Regions from separate parts of the Mus musculus genome. Here regions 1 and 2 are each linked to region 3. Evidence: chromatin contacts called from public ChIA-PET and promoter capture Hi-C data. All regions are on one chromosome and are shown on one strand. Each heading gives the region's core, a stretch centred on a gene start, on an enhancer-like site or on the middle of the called end of the contact. The rest is flanking DNA. Distances are from core to core; before and after follow the strand shown. Region 1 overlaps Klf7 (Kruppel-like factor 7 (ubiquitous)). Region 2 has its middle 24 kb from the start of Idh1. Region 3 holds the start of Mettl21a (methyltransferase like 21A).

The links. Promoter capture Hi-C pulls out the DNA fragments that hold promoters and counts their contacts. ChIA-PET counts read pairs in DNA pulled down with a chosen protein or histone mark.
Region 1: a contact with region 3 is called in an RNA polymerase II ChIA-PET map of memory CD8 T cells, with 10 read pairs. The contact joins the enhancer-like site here to the promoter of Mettl21a in region 3. A contact is called at or near these places in 2 of 39 promoter capture datasets (the HPC-7 cell line and pre-B cells), 2 of 115 datasets of contacts at active chromatin or transcription factors (memory CD8 T cells and pancreatic cancer cells) and 2 of 9 other capture datasets (adipose tissue and liver).
Region 2: a contact with region 3 is called in a promoter capture Hi-C map of 3T3-L1-derived adipocytes, with 3 times the contacts expected there. The contact joins the enhancer-like site here to the promoter of Mettl21a in region 3. A contact is called at or near these places in 13 of 39 promoter capture datasets (the 3T3-L1 cell line, 3T3-L1-derived adipocytes, embryonic stem cells and 5 more) and 4 of 115 datasets of contacts at active chromatin or transcription factors (astrocytes, embryonic forebrain, embryonic hindbrain and 1 more).

What each region holds. Positions count from the first base shown.
Region 1 is chr1:64,086,745-64,089,960 of GRCm38.p6, reverse strand. The region is part of intron 1 of Klf7 (Kruppel-like factor 7 (ubiquitous)); the gene reads left to right. All of the region lies in intron 2 of Gm13748 (a long non-coding RNA gene), which reads right to left. Among named protein-coding and RNA genes, the nearest start is that of Gm13748, 9.0 kb to the right of the region's middle. Within about 2 kb of position 1,535, at least 186 of the 459 cell types and tissues checked have an H3K27ac peak or open chromatin away from gene starts, as enhancers often do. A contact at or near this core is called in adipose tissue, liver, memory CD8 T cells and 1 more, where this site is marked.
Region 2 is chr1:65,153,663-65,156,811 of GRCm38.p6, reverse strand. No RefSeq gene overlaps it. Among named protein-coding and RNA genes, the nearest start is that of Idh1, 24 kb to the left of the region's middle. Within about 2 kb of position 1,826, at least 23 of the 459 cell types and tissues checked have an H3K27ac peak or open chromatin away from gene starts, as enhancers often do. A contact at or near this core is called in 3T3-L1-derived adipocytes, where this site is marked.
Region 3 is chr1:64,615,455-64,619,101 of GRCm38.p6, reverse strand. It overlaps Mettl21a (methyltransferase like 21A), which reads left to right and starts at 1,338. Exons shown (of 3, transcript NM_025964.4): 1 at 1,338-2,829. The coding sequence starts at 2,683.

The sequences.
Region 1 (3,216 bases), core at 286-2,785, 530 kb after region 3:
AGGGAACCCCTGTGTGGGGAACACTGAGGAGAGAGGCAGAGGAAGTAAATAATGGACCAGATCCAGAGGCTGGGGGGTGGGAGGGAGACAAGAAGAGCATGGTGTCCATTTGTCCACTCTGCTATCCTTGGTGTTTTTTAGAAGCAAGAGAAAGAAAGAGGAGATGGCCAAGGGAGATGGCCTCTGTGGGTCAAAGAAATGGATTTTCCTTCCACTCCAGGAAGCAAAACTTCCTCTACTCCATGAAATAAACCTTCCTCTCAGCTTAGAGTATGAGATTTGCTCTATACTGTAAACACGTAAACTTATCCCCTGAAGCTCTGAAGTACTTACAGTTAAAGCCTGGTAAGAAATTTGAACACAGACAACCAGCCTGCCTCTTATGTTTTTCAGTGAAGAAATTTTTGAATTCATCATAGTTCTGGGCTCCAGTCTCCAGAATTGTGACCACTGATGGGTTTTCAATTTGATCAGAGTTGCTTGCTCTGTTCATTCATTCACCCACCCATTCACTCATTAAGCAAAATATATGGCAGGTCACAAGTCAGGAATGAGTCCAGTTGCCTTTGTCATGCACATACTCTAGCTAAATTTTCATTTTAGAGATTGATGAAATCAATAGCCTCAAGGAGCCAAGAAATACAAAATTGTAGCCCTCTGTTAAACCAGGATCACTGAGTGTCAGAGGCATTGGGGTTCCTGTTCAGAGGCAGGTCTCATACAGTCCCGGTCCTCCAAACCCTTTCCCTTCACCACACTATTGACATTGGGCGTCTCATGCTTTGACCCTGCCCTCCATGGTCGGGTCTTCCTTTGATCTTCCCATTGCTATTTCACGCCATCTGAGTGCCACAGACTGTGCATACACTCTAAGCTCAGCCCATCCTTCCCTTAGATGAGAATCCTGAGCTCAGAGAGGTTGAGGTTGCTCCATCATGCAGCCATTTTAAATATTTTAGGAAATTGATTTTACCGGCACACAGTTACACAAAATCACAACTGTTGCACAAGAAAAGCGGTTCAGGGCTGGCTTTCATTGTGCCCTTGGCTGCCATTTTTCCATGGTCTGAGGAAGTACAACACTCTTCCTGTACCCTGCATTGTCTGTAACGTTCCGATCCCGAGGTTCCTGGAAGCTGTATTTGAGTGTCTTCTGTGATTGTCAGCAACTAGATTGCATCTGCCACTGAGGGCCCCAGTGGGCTTTGAACCTCTTCTTCTCCGGAAATTCATGCTGTTGAGAGGGAGAGGACAACACCGTCCATGCGTGCAGTGATGCCCTGAGTCAAAGAAGTGTGTGTGTGTGTGTGTGTGTGTGTGTGTGTGTGTGTGTGTGTGTGTGTGTAGTAGAGGAAGGGCATATTTAATTAACCCAACTCAGAAGTCTGTAACAGTGTTCTAGGAGGGAGTCCGTGAGATGACTTTACTAAATAAATAAGAATCCCAGAAGCGCCAGTCAGGCTGAGCAGCAACCTGGGAGAGGAAGGGGAGATGATGTCATGGTTTCGGCATGTTCCCATCCTGACTGCTGAGAGTACCGAGGCTCATGGAGTTTGTGTAGGGTGTGTGAGTGTGTACAGGGTTAATAGGAACGGGTGGGGTGTGTACGAGTGAGCTGTAAAACAGATTAATAACCCCTTGTCAGACCTTTCCCCGTTAACTGTGTTTTTCAGTAATTTTAGTTTGAATGAGAGAGAGCTCTCTAGCCAATTAGTGTTTATTTGTTTCTTTTGGCAAGGCATGTTGGGTGGTGGGGAGAGGAATGAGATTGGTGAGTTTCAAATTTGTGTTTTGTTTTTGCATTTTGGAGGAAGTGAGTAGCATGAGTTTGGGTTTTCAATGCTGCCCCCCCTCCCTCCCCGCTTTTAAGAGGCAGGAGGCAAGACGTGGCCAGCTGGTGCCTTGAACTGACACAGGTGCAGAGGCTGTGGGGGGTGGGGAGCCAAGAATAATTACAGGTTTCTGAAGCATCAGGCCCTGCCTGACACAAGCGCTCGTCAAGAAAACTGCTCTTTATGGAAAATTAATGGTGAAGCTTAAAACCCGTCGGGCTCATTGTTGTTCTTGGGACACCATCTTGCAGAAAAGAGGTCTTTCCCCAGGTCCGTGGGCTCTGTGAGACGCCTGCCTTCCCAAACAGGAACTGCTTAGCGTTGTTACTGACTGTAATGGATTTTTTCCTTTAGGATTGTGAACTTGAGACCCCTGTGGGGTTGCATATCAGATATCTTGCAGATCAGATATTTACATTACAATCCCTAACAGTAGCAAAATTACAGTTACGAAGAAGCAACAAAATAATCCTATAGTTAGGGCCACCACAACTGGAGGAACTGTATTAAAGGGTTACAGAATTAGAAACATTGAGAACTACTGCCTTAGGGAGTCATCTTGTTTAATTTTTAGATCTATCTCTTGACAGCAGTATATAGAGAGTAATTTTCTTTGATTCTTAAGGCATGGATTTTATTATGTTCATGAGAATGAAATAATGACTAAAATTGGGACATCTATTGAGACTTGGTTTTAGGGTACTTAAGTAGCAAATAGTAATAGTATTTCCACCTGTTTGATCCTAAATGGTGGCTTGGCTGGAAGAGATGGATAGAGGAGACAAAGGATCATCTGTATGTCTAGCTGTTCGTGTGCACTAGTATCTTAATTACTCCAGAGTTGGAATTTAATTAGCTTAGTAGCTGAGGAACAGTGAGGAGCCTCCTTGAGGGCCAACTGAAGACCGGTGGACTTCAAACTGATATGTTTGGGGAGGTAGCACCCAAAAAAAACAATGAAAAACTGAGTTTTGTCTGTCCGTCTGTCTGTGCTTGGTCCATGTGGCATCCAGTTGACACTGTTACCTTGAAAATTGATGGTAAGAGCCAGGATAAGGCATTCCTATTTGGAGAAGGAGGGAAGCCTAGAACCCAGGGCCCAGCTTTGCCCAGCTTTGCCCAGCTTTGCCCTGATTGTGTGACTTCAGTGTCAAATTTGGAACAGAGTGGTTTGTAGGATTCACGTTATGTATGCATTGAAACTAAAAATCCCTCAGGAGATCAAAGGGGAATTTGAGGATGCTGTACATCGTGTATCCCAGGGGAAGTAATTTCAAAGACACTGTCCTCTTCCCGGGCCTTTAATCCCATCTCCTTCCTTCCTGGCTTCCTCAAGAAAAAATATCCAAACTAATGTTGTCTTTGTATGTTGGAAATGATTTGG
Region 2 (3,149 bases), core at 577-3,076, 540 kb before region 3:
AATGTTGGAAGGAGAGATGCTGACAGTTGTCCCCTGACTCTAACACATGCATGACCCTCCACCACTAACCCTCCAAATAAAAGGGGGGAATTTAAAAATGTAGAACAAAAAAGTCAATGCGTGGAGTGGCTGTCTCTCATTTTCTGGCCTGCCCTCCTGGCAAGCTTGAGCTCAGGCTGTAGACACTGCCTATACGTGAGGCCTTCCAGAATCCAAGCAGGCAGTGATGCAGTATGCACATCTGAACTAGTTTCTCCGTGCTACCCACATGGTAACTCCAATCTAAACCTACAGTCACGGACCAGCTCTCTTGCCAAGAAAACCTCACAAAGCAGAGGAGGCCCATGCGGCATGGGCACTTCATCCCAGACAGCACAAGTTACAGACAACCATCTGACCGATTCTCAAGTGGGAGAAGGTTCTAGTGTCCATCAGTTTCCCCAGATGACCCTAGGGCAATGGGGGGAAAAGCATATTGTTTCTAGCTGAAACTATTAGGAGAGCCAGGCACACTTGGGAGGCAGAGGCGGGCTGATCTGTAAGTTCAAGGCCAGCCGATTCTGCAAAGTGAGCTACAGGATAGCCAGAGTTACAGAGAAACCCTGTCTCGAAAACAAAAGAAAAACAAAACAAAACAAAACAAAAGCCTATTAGGAAAACAGGACAAAAGCAATACATATTTTAATCTTCTATATAAAAATGTAAGGCATTTTTACCAAAGATCATAAAACTCCTAACTTGCACTTGAAGCTGACCTCAAACTCACTACCCTGGCTCATTTTCTCAGAGATCACAGGCAGGGATCATCATATCCGCTCTCGAATGTTTTCTAATTAAGGTGGTTCTTTCTAAGGTCAAGGCCAGCGTGGTCTCAGACTGGTGAGATCCAGGACAGCCAGAGCTACACCTGTCTTGAAAAAAAACAAACTAAAAAGTTCTAGACTTAAATTTTACATTCAAAAAATAAGTGTCATCTTGGGTGACGGTATGTGTCCATGGTCTCAGCTACTTGGAAATCTGAAGATTAGAGGATGACTTGAGAGCCAAAGTTTAAGATCAGCCTCAGCAACATAACAAGACTGACTCTTAACATAAGAGTTGTCAACAAGTTTATATTCACCTTGCCTTATCTATGCTTACTAACTTCTGTTTGGACTTTTGACTGTTAATACTTTGATAATTATTACAACAGCCATTTCACCCTTTATTGGCAAGGTCATAATTTATGAAGCTTTGTGTTTAGGGAAGGACTTGGGGAGTAGAGTATTTACCTACTGCCACTGACCCTCCTCCGTTTAATGATGAGCTCTGCATAAAGTCAGACATAGTGGTATAGGCCTGGAGCTGAAGGCAGAGCATCAGAAGTTTAAGGTTATCCTCCAATACAGAGCAAGGTCAAGGCTAGGTACTATGTGAGAATCTGTTACAAACAAACAAACAAAAGGATGAATCCCATTTCTACTATCTTTTGTTTCATAGACTCTTCATGGTAGGTGGTAGCTATCACTACTAATATGTTGTAAGGAAGGACATGAAGGCAGTGGAAGGAGCTTTGCTTGAGACTACAGAATATGTCAATGGCCATTGGCAAAGGGACTTCAGGAGTCCTGACTCAGCAAAGCCTTGTCTCTCTCCACCTGTTTGTTTCAGGTTTGGAAGCTTAGGAGGAAGAAACAGTGTGGAACAGAACAATGGCTTTGGACTGGGTGATCTCTTCACCCCTCCTGCTCTCAAAGATTCTGGGAGTCACTCAAATGAGTGCCACTACATTGCCCAAGCCCAGCATCTGGCCAAGAGCCAGTTAATGTCTAAAACAACTATCAGATTAGCTGCTGACTAATGTGTCCACAGGCTAATGGTTGATTTTGTAACCACAGGAGGGTCAGGACTACTGACCTGGAAAATGACTCCTCAGCAAAATGTTGGCAGCAGCAGGATTCAGGGGCATAGGAGAATTCCAAAGTTGGGAATCCTTACATTTCACAAATACTCCTTCCTAGGAGAGTTTTAAATGGAAACATTCAAGTTTTAGTCTTTTTTTTAAAATGATTATTATTTATGTATGTGAATACACTGTAGCTGTCTTCAGACATCAGAAGAGGGCATCAGATCCCATTACAGATGGCTGTGAGACACCATGTGGCTGCTGGGAATTGAACTCAGGACCTCTGGAAGAGCAGTCAGTGCTCTTAACCTCTGAGCCATCTCTCCAGCCCCAAGTTTTAGTCTTTACAACTAGAATCACAACTCTCTGTACTCTTAATATATACATTCTGTTTAATATTAGATTCTCCATAATGAAGGCTCTACCTCTTCCTGCTAATCTGGAGATGAGCTCAAAACCCAATATAACAACCGCAACCACAACAACAACAACCACAACCACAACAACAAAACAGCAATGAAGGCTTGGAGCACTTGTGGCAACACTGACAAAAGTGTTCTAGTGTTTATTGATTATTATAAGCAATCTCACCCATGGTCCCTTATTTTACATCGAGGGACATGGAATTTTCAAACTGCTAAAACAGCTGTAAATCCGGGATTCAAAAAAGAGAAAAGTTTGGGAGCTTTTGTGGCCAAGCAATGATGTTTTGTTTGTTTGTTTTTGTGGTTGTTTTGTTTTGTTTTGTTTTGTTTTGTTTTTGAAACAAGAGTTTCTTTGTGTAGGTGTGGCTATCCTGGAACTTATGGTGTAGACCAGGCTGGCCTCAAAACGGAGATCTGCCTGCCTCTGTCTCCTATGTGCTAGATTTTAAAGCTATAAAAAAATTCTTACAAGGAAAACTTCTCTTGACTATTGGTGTGACATGATGGACAGAAAACAAAAGAAAATTGTTCAAACAAGAGTCTAACGACAACCTTTTGATAAACATCTTAAGTCTCTGGACTTTCTAGATCCCTAGATTCCAAGGATAGAAGTGGCTAGCACTCATGTTCCCAAATCCCCAGTGTAGGGTAAAGAAATATTTCTCCTATACCCTCTGAAGGGTCACAGGAATAAACTGACAAAGGTTGATTAAATAGACAAGAAGCTTGGAAATTTATTAATGTGTAATAAATGGAAAAATCACAGCCCAATGTGATTCAGAAACTCAATTGTCCTTTTCCTAAAGCATAGGAAAAGAGTGTCAGAGAAAGTGGACAAT
Region 3 (3,647 bases), core at 89-2,588:
GAAGTCTCCCAAGTTGTTAGCACCCCCCGTTGTGGTACCACCTAAGCAATGCTGCAGCACGCTCTGTTCTCCACGATTACAAAGGTTTCTTTCTCACTCCTGTTTCAGTTGTGAAGCTCCAACCGGGGACCTGGTGCTAAAGAGAGCCTGGATGTTAAGACACAAGCCTTGGCTAGGCATGGTGACACACAACCTGTAATCTCAGCACTTGCCAGTCTGGGGCAGGTGCATCTGAGTTTGAAGCCAACCTGGTACATATATAGTGAGTTCCTGGGCAGACAAGGCTATGTAGAGAAGAGAGATCCTGTTTTAAACTAAACCAAACCAAAGCCCTGGGATAGTGAGAAAGGAGCAACTACCCAGCTGCGAGGGGCTCTTTCACCCACGTTCTGATGGTAAGAACAATTTGTATGGTCAAGTATGAACTAAGGATAGGAAAATCCCTGGGCATATTAAAGACAGCCATATAGCAGGCTGAGCACTTAAATATGTACTCTATCAAATGCTCATTACTCTCTCCCCCAAGGATTAAACAAGTCTTTCTTCTCAGATATTTAGAGGCTCACCAGTGGTTTCTGTTTGTGCTCTCTTTAATGTCTACACTGCTATAGATGTTGATTTTCCTAAGCGGATGTGTGCCCTTTCTAAGCAAGTCGGCAATAATTACAACTCTGGGAGCTAGGAGGGGCAAAAGGAACACGGTAAGTAAATGTAATGTTGCAAATGCTCTTGTTGGCAGTGTGCTGGAGAGCTTGGGGGAAGTTTTAAAGTCATATACATATGTATGCAATCCTCCCCTGTGTGTGTATACATTTTCAGTGGAAAGATGGAGAATAGGGAGACAGAATGGTTAGCTAGATCCCAGGAATCTGGGGAGGTCAACCCATTTACATTTTTGAATGTTTTTCTGACCCAAAGTCTACACTTTCCTGTGCCTAGTTTAGGTCCCCAAAAGAAAGAAATAAAACAGAAAACACACGGAAGAAAGGTATTTCTTCTTCTAGTAACTACATATCAACGTGGTGTGGTCTTTTCACTTGTGCGTATTCACTGATGAAATCGGATTAGCTCTCTCTAGCGCAAAAACGTGAGCTTTAATAAGAAAAGGAAAAGGGGAAGCTGAGAAGCCGAGATAGCACAAAGCCATGGAGCAAGTAAGGAGAAAACTTACTAAGAGAAAAAACGGAGGAAGAAAAGACCCAAACAGGAAACTCAGTAACTTGAGGAAAGGGCTCTTACTGGTCCCCAGTTTACTGCAGGCCACTTGTCCCCAGTCTCCCGCAGCTGGTGCTGGAATGTGGAGGTCAGGCGCGCCCCCTGCCGGCCGGGAGAGGCGAGGGCGGTCGCGGCTCGGCAGGGTCCGGCACGCGGAGACCCTTGGGTGGCCAGGTCCGGGGATGGAGTTTGCAGCCGAGGCTGCCGGCCAGGATTTAGAAAGGCGTCCATTTCGGCCAGCAGAGTGGCGGCGTGGAGCGACGCGAGCGCCCGAGCGCATGTGGTCGGGCTCAAAACCCGGCCTGGGCGTCGCACGCCCACTCCCCAGCCGCGCCGTGGTTAGGGATGCTCGGTAGTGTTCTCTCCCACTTCACTGCCACCAAACGCGGTGACTACGTTTAGTTCTCTACTTCGCTACGCATCCTTGGGCGCCAACGTCGCCGACTAACTGTCCACTTTAAGGTCGGCCTTTCTCCCATGCAAGGCACCCCACGCCCCTGTGCACTCGCCCTCCCTGGCGCCCCAAAACCGTAGGGCCTCACAGGAACTACACAGCACGGGCCAGGGGAAAGCGGCGGTACCGGGGAAGGGGACCGGAAACCCGCGTCTCTCTTCCCGGAACCAGCTTCCACCGCCTTCTGCCAATCCAGCCTTTTAAGGAGGAGCTCCGCACAGCGACTGGGCAAGGCTGTGCGCTTGCGCGGCTCGGGTACCCTCCCGGAACCGTGAGTATCTACGTGGAGGCACTGCAGGGTGGCCAGCGGGCTGTGTGGGCGCCAAGCCTCCACCCGAGGGTCCGAAAGGAGTCTCTGCAGAGCCCTGCTCCCACCATGCTGGGTTCCCGGGACTCTTTCGTGGGCGCGAGGGAAGCGCATCTGTGGCCCCCGGGTGTCGTGCGGGACGTGCTTTTTGTCCCGCGGGTTGTCCGCCAGTATTGTCCGCTCCAGCCCCCAGGGTGACTCCATCCACTCTGCCGTAGGGAGCCTTCTAGGGTCAAAAGGCAGGGCGAACCCTTAGGATTTAGCAGAAGTACGCATTTGGCTCCTTTGTCCTAGCTGAACATGAGGATGTAGGTTGGCGGACCAAACAAACAAAAATGTGGGAGCTGGGTCCAGACAGATCAGGTGCCCAGGGCCGTCACTGTCACTTCGTGTACCGTTCTTTATGTAATGCCCAAGTAGTAACAGGAGCCTGTAGGGTGCCACAGTAGTTAGAGATTTCTAGGCGTTTCCTCCTCAGAGTTATTAGTTGACACCAATTCAGAGCCAATTTTCACTTCCCTCAAGTCTCGGAGGAAAAGCTGTTGAAGAAATTGGATGCACCTCAGTCTATTTCTTAGTTTGAACTTGTAATAACGTCAACAGCTTTTCCAAGTTACTTAAGTAAGATACAGCACTCAACTTCTGACTCTGGTGACACTCAGGATTCTTTTTGCATGACAGGTCTCAGCAGAGATAGACAGAAGAAATGGCCCTGGTACCCTATGAGGAGAGCGCGGCAATAGGGCTCCAGAAATTCCATAAGCCTCTCGCCACCTTCTCTTTTGCGAACCACACCATCCAGATCCGTCAGGACTGGAGGCAACTGGGAGTTGCTGCAGTGGTGTGGGATGCGGTAAGTCAGCACTGCAGGGCCTTTGAAAACATCCACAGTTGCAAGACTGTATTCTAAAAAGGAAATTGATGGCTTTATTGAGATATGATTCATATATAGTCTCCACCAATGTAAAGTCTGCAAAAACACTGGGTGGTTCAGCACATCCATGGTAGTACACCCATTACATTATTTACAGTTTTTCATGGTCCCTGCATCTCCTTGCCCACCAGGCATTCCCTTTGCCCCCTTACATACATTGCACTTTGCAAAGCTGAGGGAAGTGAAATGACTTAGTTAGCTGCCCAGTGAGGACCGGAAGACTGAAAAGAAAGCGTGGGCCTGACTGCTCTGGGCTCATTAAGTTTGTTTCTGAAAAAACACACAAAGAATGTGTAGAGTCAGAGTCCGAAACTGACGTCATGGTTTCAGTTTTTCATGGTTTGGAAAGATTATTGCTTTTCTGCTTCTTATGAAGAGTCTGTCTTCAGCTGTTAAATAAATGATTGGCTTAAAGACTTGTACTCCTAGGGTATAGCTCCGGTGGGGGCGGGGGAGGGGTAAAACTTATTGAGTTGTAAGCAAATGCTCAGCATGTGAAATTCCAAAACTTTCGGTGAAACCCTACCCGCTGATGCCCAGAACATGCCCATGGTCCCTGTGGGACAGTGACTCAGCGTCACGGCTCAGGCAGCTGTGAGCACTGAGACTCGTCCTTCTAGCATGGCTTAGGAACCAGACAGCCCCTTGAAGAAAATCAAAGATTCACGTCATTTCTTCCAGAGCAGTTTTGTAAACTTCATGGAGCTGTGCTGTGATCCAGGAGGAAATGAAGCTTT